Linked DNA regions of Pan troglodytes: region 2 is linked to region 1. Evidence: chromatin contacts called from public HiChIP or PLAC-seq data. All regions are on one chromosome and are shown on one strand. Each heading gives the region's core, a stretch centred on a gene start, on an enhancer-like site or on the middle of the called end of the contact. The rest is flanking DNA. Distances are from core to core; before and after follow the strand shown.

Evidence for each region. HiChIP or PLAC-seq counts read pairs in DNA pulled down with a chosen protein or histone mark.
Region 2: an H3K4me3 HiChIP or PLAC-seq map of stem cell-derived excitatory neurons shows a contact between it and region 1, with 12 times the contacts expected there. The contact joins the promoter of CDV3 here to the promoter of TMEM108 in region 1. A contact is called at or near these places in 1 of 7 Hi-C or Micro-C datasets (stem cell-derived neural progenitor cells) and 1 of 1 datasets of contacts at active chromatin or transcription factors (stem cell-derived excitatory neurons).

Annotation. Positions count from the first base shown.
Region 1 is chr2:136,282,617-136,286,893 of NHGRI_mPanTro3-v2.0_pri, forward strand. TMEM108 (transmembrane protein 108) reads left to right here and starts at 2,165. Exons shown (of 6, transcript XM_016941951.4): 1 at 2,165-2,305.
Region 2 is chr2:136,818,579-136,822,855 of NHGRI_mPanTro3-v2.0_pri, forward strand. It overlaps CDV3 (CDV3 homolog), which reads left to right and starts at 2,230. Exons shown (of 5, transcript XM_063806237.1): 1 at 2,230-2,344; 2 at 3,808-3,884. The coding sequence starts at 3,874.

The sequences.
Region 1 (4,277 bases), core at 915-3,414:
TAGTTTTCCAAGGTGCAGGCACTAATCACTTTTAAAAAGTAACAGAATTTGGTAAAACGCCAGTAAAGAGAATTGGAAACCCTTGGAATCTTTGAAATAGACTCACCTAGGTGATGGGTTGCTAGGTGCAGCAAACCACTATGGCACACGTTTACCTTTGTAACAAACCTGCACATCCTGCACATGTACCCCGGAACTTAAAAAATAAAAAATAAATGCTCAAATGGAAATCTGTTTTAGTTAAGAAGGGCATAAAACAAGTAAAGCTATTACCAGAGAGTTTATCAGTTTGGCATAGTTAACAAAAGGCAATACGTTCTTTTAGAAATATTTAGTTAATCAATTGAAATTAAACCTAGTTGTGGACCTAGCTTTTCAATTTAGTCCATTGACTAGTCTTTGGAGTATTTATTACCTATGAATTATTTTTGGCCTTTAAAAATCAGTTCTCAAAAATTATGTGGAAACTTTCTTCTGTTTACAGAGTGTGTATGTCATTAGTGATTTGTGTTGCGGAGTTTAGTTTTCCCTGTTAAAAAATGCGTCTATCGATCTAGCAGCTTATGCAGGTGTTCTCAAGCATGGATGGATATCAAATCGCCAGTAGAACTTTTTAAACCTATAGCTGCCCAAGCCCCACTTCTCATCCCAATCAGAATCTCCAGGCACAGGGCCCCACAACCTACTTCCATAAATACTTACCATCCAGCTAGGCTTGAGAACCACTGGTTTAATGACAGCAAACAAACTTTTTTTTGAGGCTTTCAAAACATTTTTCTTGCTTAGACATTTCTTTACTCCTGCTGTAGCCAGAATCATTGCTGTGACAGGTTTAACATGTTCCCAGAAACTCTGAATTTTGTGCGATGCCATCTCTGATAGGGACAATGTGATGAACAATGTCTGAGATTGCTAGGTGGGCTTCACTTCTGGGGATGAGAAGCCAGAGAAGTTCAGGACACACTGACAAAGGTGAAGTTTTCTCTAAGCGACAGTTTGATCACCTTGATAGTGAGAGAGAAATGCTGAAGCAGGGTTATACCACCTGGTTTCAAGAGATGAGAGATGAAGGTTTTGGAGAATTCAGCACTTAAGAATCTTGAACCACGGCGGTACACTACTGGGTAATAAGAGCTTGGCTACGCTGAACAACAAAGGTTCTAGCTGGCCAGTCCGAAAACACTGAGTCCTTAGGTCAAATTTGAGAGATGACAGGGCCAGTGGGAGTCCTAACTTCTTGACTCTGGAATTACTGACAGAAGAATATTTGGACAGTTTTTAAGACCCCCAAGGCATATTATTTCACAACCTCTTTAGCTTATGCCTGAATTTGTGCTGTGACTGTTAGCTTCCCGGATGTTTTCTCCACATGCTTCTTTCTGAACTAGCCTGTATAGTTCTACAACAAATTGTTACGTTTTGAGAAGCAGGGACCACTTATACCACTTCTCTGGCCAAGTGTCTGGCACCGCGCCACTCAGACACACACGCCCAACCCTTTAGGATTAACGTAGACACAGTGTTCTCTTCCATGGCCATTCCGTCTCCACTTTTGGTTCCACACTCCAGTCACCAAGTTGGCATGATTGCTGCTCCATAGACCAAGGGTGGGTAATGTGGGGATTAAACACACCTTCCCTCAGCTGGTGCCCAAACTGTAAGCATCACCGGGACACCCCATGTAGCCACAGGAACGCTTCTCATCAGTGGAAGAAGGACAAGAAAGGTCGTGCAAGTTTCAAATTACGTGGAGCTGGGGCTACAGCCATTACTTTCGGACAGGTGCAATTCAAAGCGTGATCCTCCGACCAAGAGCTTCGTCATCGCCACCTGGGAGCTTATTAGAAATGCAGGATCTCAGGTCTCCACCCCAGACCTTCTGGATCAGAATCCGCATTTTAACAAGATAGTCAAGTGATTCTTATTTATATTAGAATTTGAGAAGTCAATTGATCTGGTAATTGATCAACTGAGTGCCACTTAGCCCCCGAAAACAGAGACCCTTTGTGCCAGCCTCGCACCCGCTCTGCTAGGTAGCAACCGAACCCCCAGAGACATCGGAGCGGGCGCTGCCGAGGGCAATTTGGTGATTGGCTGGTCTCACCACGTGACCGGCGCTGAGCCTTCCGTGCGACTGGATTGGCTGTCGCGGACGCTGACGGACAAGGCCGGGGCGGGCCAGAGCCTGGTCGGAGGGGCGCGCGCGGGGGCCCGAGGGGCGAAGGCGCGAGTGCGCGAGAGCGCGTGCGCGAGCGGTGGGGCTTTCTCCTGAGCCGTCGGAGGGAGCCGGAGCGCTTCTCCCGAGGTAAGCGGCGCTACGGGGCGGCCCCCCAGTCCTTCCCATGCTGGGTCCCGGCAAGCGGGTTAGGCTGGGCTGGGCGGGGCGCGGGGAGGTGTGGGGTCAGCTTGCCCCGGGAGCCCAGCTTCAGGGAGGATGCAGCCCCGGTTGCCTTGGTTTCCCTTTTCCTATCCTCTCAGGCACCTTCCCATCCTCCCCACTGCGTGACGGGTCTGCCCGAGGGGAGTTGCCCACCTGGCAGCCCTGCCTCCGCCTTTGTTTCCCGCCTGGAGGGTTGCTGGCATGAACCCCCTCCCCAGGTGTAGGGTGCGGGTGATGGGGCGCGGGCGTCAGGAGCGCTGGACCTGAGCTGGGGCCGAGGAGGAGGTGGCTTTAATGCAGGGGGACCTGTCACATGGGAAAACGAAGAAGAAGAAATGTAGTGTCACTTTGGCCAGCCCGTGGGACTCGAACTAATCCCGCGGCCGCGAGCGAAGCCAAATTCCTAGCGCAGCTGTGCGAAGAGCCCTCCTGCCTAGGTGCCGGCGGCCTCGCCGGGGACGGAGCCTCCGTGCTGCCCGGGAGGTTGCTCTGCCGGCTGGACCTGGCGGTTTTCACCCCAGAGTTTCAGCGAAATTGAACGCTTTGAGCCTGCTGGAGGAATCCAGAGATTGGTTCAGGGGCTATTTTTTTTTTTTAAGCAGTTGGGCACCGGTGGAGCCGGTCTAAATGAGAGTCTACAAAAACGAATTTCAGATGCAGCGTAACTGATGACTGGTAAATGGTGAGGAGGGAAATGCCTGCAGTGAACTGCAGACCACCACACTGAGATTCTTCCTTAAGAAGATAGGTTTTTTTTTTCGGAGGAAGGGTTGTAGTTTCTGCAAACAGGTTTTTCTGGGGGTACCCAGGAAGGTTATTACTTATTTTCAGCATGTTACTGGGTTGTGGGGAGAGGGAAGGCAGGGTCTAAACTAAACCTACTCAGACATCCTTAATTCTTTGAAAAGTGTGTGCTCGATGAAGACCATTTGGCTGCCAAAAGAGGTTTGTATGGGAGTCCGGGGGAGATGGATTGTTGCCTTTAAATCATACTTTAAAAAGGGGAAGGTATGTCCAGGAACTTAAGAGCAGATTAAGCTATGCAAAGTATTCCCTGCCTCTCCTCCATTTCCCCAGACAGCTCATAGGCAAACATAAAAAGTCCCTTCAATTTTCCACGGGTTAACTTCTTGATTTATTGGATACACCTGGTAATCTACTCTGTAAGAAATGGTTCAACTAACTCATTATGAAGATATTACTGTGTTCTGGAGTTTCCACGTAATTTATTCAGAACTCTTTCTGGTATGAGATGGACAAGGGTCTCTCTACCTTGTCCCTTGGAGACATCCTGATACCTTCAAAGCCCTTTATAGCTCTTACATTCCCTGTACAACATCATGTTTCTTTAGGAAATGACCTGATTTCAAACCTCTAAAACACACCCCATGCCTGTGAAATGCCTACACTTGCCAAGAATTCAGTTTACTAGGCAAGATAAATATTTTTTTTTAAGAGGGAACACCTAAATTTGTTAGGGGTATCAAATTCAGGTTTATCAGCCACAGGAAATCAAATTTTGTCGGTTTTCTGAGATGAATGAAAGTAAAAGAACAAGTTACTGCAAAGCTCATTTAGAATATCACAAATGACCCTAGTAAAGTGAAATATAGGTTGTCACCTGATAGACTGTCACACAAACCAAATTAGTGGGAATAATTTAAAAACTTTATCAGAGTTTTTTGTTTTTTGTTTTTTTTTTGAGACGGAGTCTCACTCTGTCACCCAGGCTGGAGTGCAGTGGTGCGATCTCAGCTCACTGTAACCTCCGTCTCCTGGATTCAAACGATTCTCCTGCCTCAGCCTCCCGAGTAGCTGGGATTACAGGTGTGAGGCACCATGTCTGGCTAATTTTTGTATTTTTTAGTAAAGACGGGGTTTCACCAGATTGGCCAGG
Region 2 (4,277 bases), core at 980-3,479, 540 kb after region 1:
AAATGTAGTGGGAAATTCTGCAGTGTCAGCCCTCAACTACTTTTCCTTCTGTGTATTTTCTCAAGTCATTAATTCTTTCAAGACAATGATGAATTGATAAGGACTTAAGAAAGATATAAATAACTGAAACTCATTTATATCTAGATCTTCTCTTCTAGATTATAAGGGAATTGAATGCAGGAATCACAAATTACTCACTTTTGAATAAAGCACTTTGCCCGAAATATAGCAAAATAAGTGCTTCATAGATGAGGAAAGAAAGAGAGGGAGGGGGCCGGGCATGGTGCCTCACACCTGTAATTTCAGCACTTTGGGAGGCCGAGGCGGGTGGATCACGAGGGTCAGGAGTTTGAGACCAGCCTGGCCAACATGGTGAAACCCTGTCTCTACTAAAAATACAAAAATTAGCTGGGTGTGGTGGCGGGTGCCTGTAATCCCAGCTACTCGGGAGGCTAAGGCAGGAGAATCGCTTGATCCTGGGAGGCAGAGGTTGCAGCGAGCTGACATGCCATTGCACTCCAGCCTGGTGACAAGAGCAAGACTTTGCCTCAAAAAATAAGTAAGTAAGTAAATAAATAAATAAATGAAAGAGAGGGAGGGAGGAAGGAAGAAAGAGGGGGGAGGAAGAAAAGAAGGAAAGAAAAGAGGAAGGGAGAAAAAAAGAAGGAAAGAAAAAAAAGAAAGAAAATAAATTTGATTAGCGATGGTAAGGGAGGGTGATGGTGATGGGCAGTACTGAACCTGGCCTGCATCACAGGAAGATATATGTTGTCATAGAAGGAAGTCACCTTGGGAGCTGTTCATGTTTGGGGAATAGTATATGTATAAGCTCAAGCTACTTGCTGGCCAAGGCTAGGTCCTCGATTTATTTGACATTCAGAAGTTAGATTTTTTTTTTTTTTTTGAGACGGAGTTTCACTGTTGTTGCCCAGGCTGGATTGCAATGGCGCGATCTCGGCTTACCGCAACCTTCGCACCCCCGGGTTCAAGCAATTCTCCAGCCTCAGCCTGTAGCTGGGATTACAGGCGTTAGCCACTACGCCTGGCTAATTTTCGTGTTTTTAGTAGAGACGGGGTTTCATTATTTTGGTCAGGCTGGTCTCGAACTCCTGACCTCAGGTGATCCGCCTGCCTCGGCCTCCTGAAGTGGTGGGATTACAGGCGTGAGCCACCGCGCCCAGCCAGAAGTTAATTATTTAATAGCAGTGTAAGTAGGGGGTAGGAAAAGAGAAACTTTAATGGGGTAACTGTAAAGGAAAAGACGAAGAAGTCACTCCATTTACTGGCTGGATTCTATCTACCCCATATGGCTACCAACATTTGTCTGAGTCATTTCCTCAATGGTTGTGACAGCTCCCTCTTCTGCTTTTAGAAGGAGGAAGTAGAAAGTTTAAGAGCTTACTTTAGACCACCTTTTGCATATAGAATTCATTTCATTTTCAAGGCCCCAAGGGTATTTAAATGGGCTTTAAACCCATTTAAACCTGGCTTTCGCCTGGGCATTTTGGTCTCCACCCCTATGATAAGACAGTCCCCTCCTTTTATCAGGGATAGAAGCTAAGGATAAACTGTATCATCATCTAGACTCAAGTCAGGGCGTTAAGCAATGTGCTGGGCAGCTAATAATGTTGACTCTCTTCCCTCCATCCCCCTATCTTGTAAGAAATAGTATACCCACTTTACAGATTAGGGACTTGACGATAGGATTTATTGAACTTGACCTTGGTAAACATAATCCAGAGGGTGGAGTTCAGACAAAATCCCTTTTTACCTACCAACCAGCCTATGAAAGATCTTTTAGTAAATGGGACCTAAACTTCAGGCTCACTGCTCCTCTCATTTTCACAACCAACCGGTAAAGAAGAAAAGTAATGGTTGCCACACCAGAGAGGGTGGAAGTACAGAAGCGATCAGAGGAGAGGAACAATCTTTAACACAGTTGGCTTAACGCAGTGCCTGTCCGTTTCGCGACAGTTCAAACGACTACTATGGGGCCACGGTTTGTTCTGGGCCAGGAAACACACGTGCATCCTGCGCATGCGCCCAAAAGGAACCCACTGCCCCTCCTGCAGGACCTCTTTAGCCAAGTCATCAACCAGCCCTCAACATGCCCGCCCTCAAGACTAAACCCTCGGCCAATCGGGAAACCGGAGTCGCCCGGCACGTCACTTATTTTGCATATGCCCTCCTCTCCCCGCCCCCATGCTTGGACTCCGCCCCGTCTGGGTCAGGGATTGTCACCTAAGAGCTTCGTCCTGGCACCTGATTGGCTCTCTTTCCAGCTCCGCCTCCATCTCCTCCCGCCGCCCGCCCCTTGGCGACCCACAGCGGCAGGCAGAGCAAAGTACGCAGGCGCAGGCGCTTCCTCTCTTTTCTAGCGGCCCGCCCTCCCTCCTCCCTCTCCCTCCCCTCCCCACCCCCTTCCCCTCCTCTCCAGGCCTGCGCGCGCGCCTCTTCCTCCGGCACGCGCCGCTGCTAGCCGAGCACTCTCGCCAGAACCTCTGGCTCGCGCGTGCCTTTTCCCCTCAGGTGGGGAGAGAGGGATCCTGCTCCGCCGTCGCAGCAGCAGCGGCAGCCCCGGCAGCCTCGGGCGACAGCGGCGGCGCGCGAGCCCCCGGGCGGACCGTACCACCGCTCGCCAGCACGCAGGGGGAGCCGCCCGTCTCGCCGCGCACGCCTCGGCGACCCCGCGGGGCTGAGGCGTCGCCGCGCCCGGCAGCGTGAGCGCAGAGCCGGCCTCGACCCCGAGCTCGGAGCCCCGCGGGCCGCGCCCGCCGCCGGCCCCACCCATCCGGGTCGAGGAGGCCGAGGCCATGGCTGAGACGGAGGAGCGGAGCCTGGACAACTTCTTTGCCAAGAGGGACAAGAAGAAGAAGAAGGAGCGGAGCAACCGGGCGGCGAGTGCCGCGGGCGCAGCGGGCAGCGCCGGCGGAAGCAGTGGAGCCGCGGGTGCGGCGGGCGGCGGGGCGGGCGCGGGGACCCGGCCGGGTGACGGCGGGACCGCCAGCGCGGGGGCTGCGGGCCCAGGGGCCGCCACCAAGGCTGTGACGAAGGTGAGGGGCCGGGAGGCCGGCACTCGGGGCCCGGGCCGCGCGCCGGCGCCCCATGTGCCCGCCCCCGCCTGCCGGGGAAGCGTCCGGGAGGGGCCGCGGAGGCCGGGCGGACGGGCGCGGGCCGCCACGTGACGCAGGCTCTCCACCTCGGGCTGGGCTCGCCAGGGCCGGGACCCCTTCCGATACCCGCGGTGGAGCCGCCCTTCCCACCCCGCGTCGCTCGGCGTTAGCCAAGGCCCGGGCGGCGCCACCCTCCGGGGGCACTAGGTCTGGGGCCGCAGTGCCCAGCACAGAGCAGCGTTTATCGGGTGACGTCTAGGCTGAGTAATTCCGTGTGCTGACCTCAGCCCAGTAGTTTGAGCTGAATTTTCGCTTTCAGCAGCCGCATTTGTAGCAGCTCTTTTGTGATGACTTAGTCTCTAAGCCCGTGAAAGAAAAAGAAAACTCTCCGTGGCAAGGTTGAAGTAGAAATGTAGTTGTGAAATTCCTACTGACTTCTTCCATCGGCTTTTCTTAGTTGCTTAAAGTAATAGCTCCCATGCAGGAACCCAGCGGAAGTATAGTGTTAGCCTACAAGCATGTTTGTCCTCCATTTAGCCTAGTTTGCCCCAGAAGGAAGCAAGGGCTTTGACCAGAAGACAAGTACATACTTAGTTTAGGTTCCAGCCACTCGATCCACTTTTCGTAGTGTGTTGTTTGCTTAGTTATATGTCTACAAAAAGCTTTAATTGATCAAATGGCGTTTGTTTTACAGGACGAAGATGAATGGAAAGAATTGGAGCAAAAAGAGGTTGATTACAGCGGCCTCAGGGTTCAGGCAATGCAAATAAGGTATAGTCTGGTTACAAATGTGTTTAGATAACCTTTGGGATAGATATTGGATACAAGTTAGGTTTTCCTTTGGCCCCAAAGCAGCATCATAGTAGCCTTGTGCTCTAGATATGCTTATTAGGGCTCAAATGGGTTGTCTACTCTTTCTCACTCCATGGAGGCAGCCCTTCCGTGTGCTTATGAAATTAGCTGCTGACTCTAAAATCCTGTGAGAGCTTGCCTACTTCCAGTTCTGGTTAGGCCTTTTCATTTGAGACAGCTAAAGTGGATTTTGTCGCTTCAAAATTTTTACTTTTAACATCGGTGATTGTACTTAGTTTTGGTTTCAAAAGTAATGTGGATGTTTTTCACATCCTCTCCAATAAGCAAGTGAATATGTTTTTGTAATTGAAG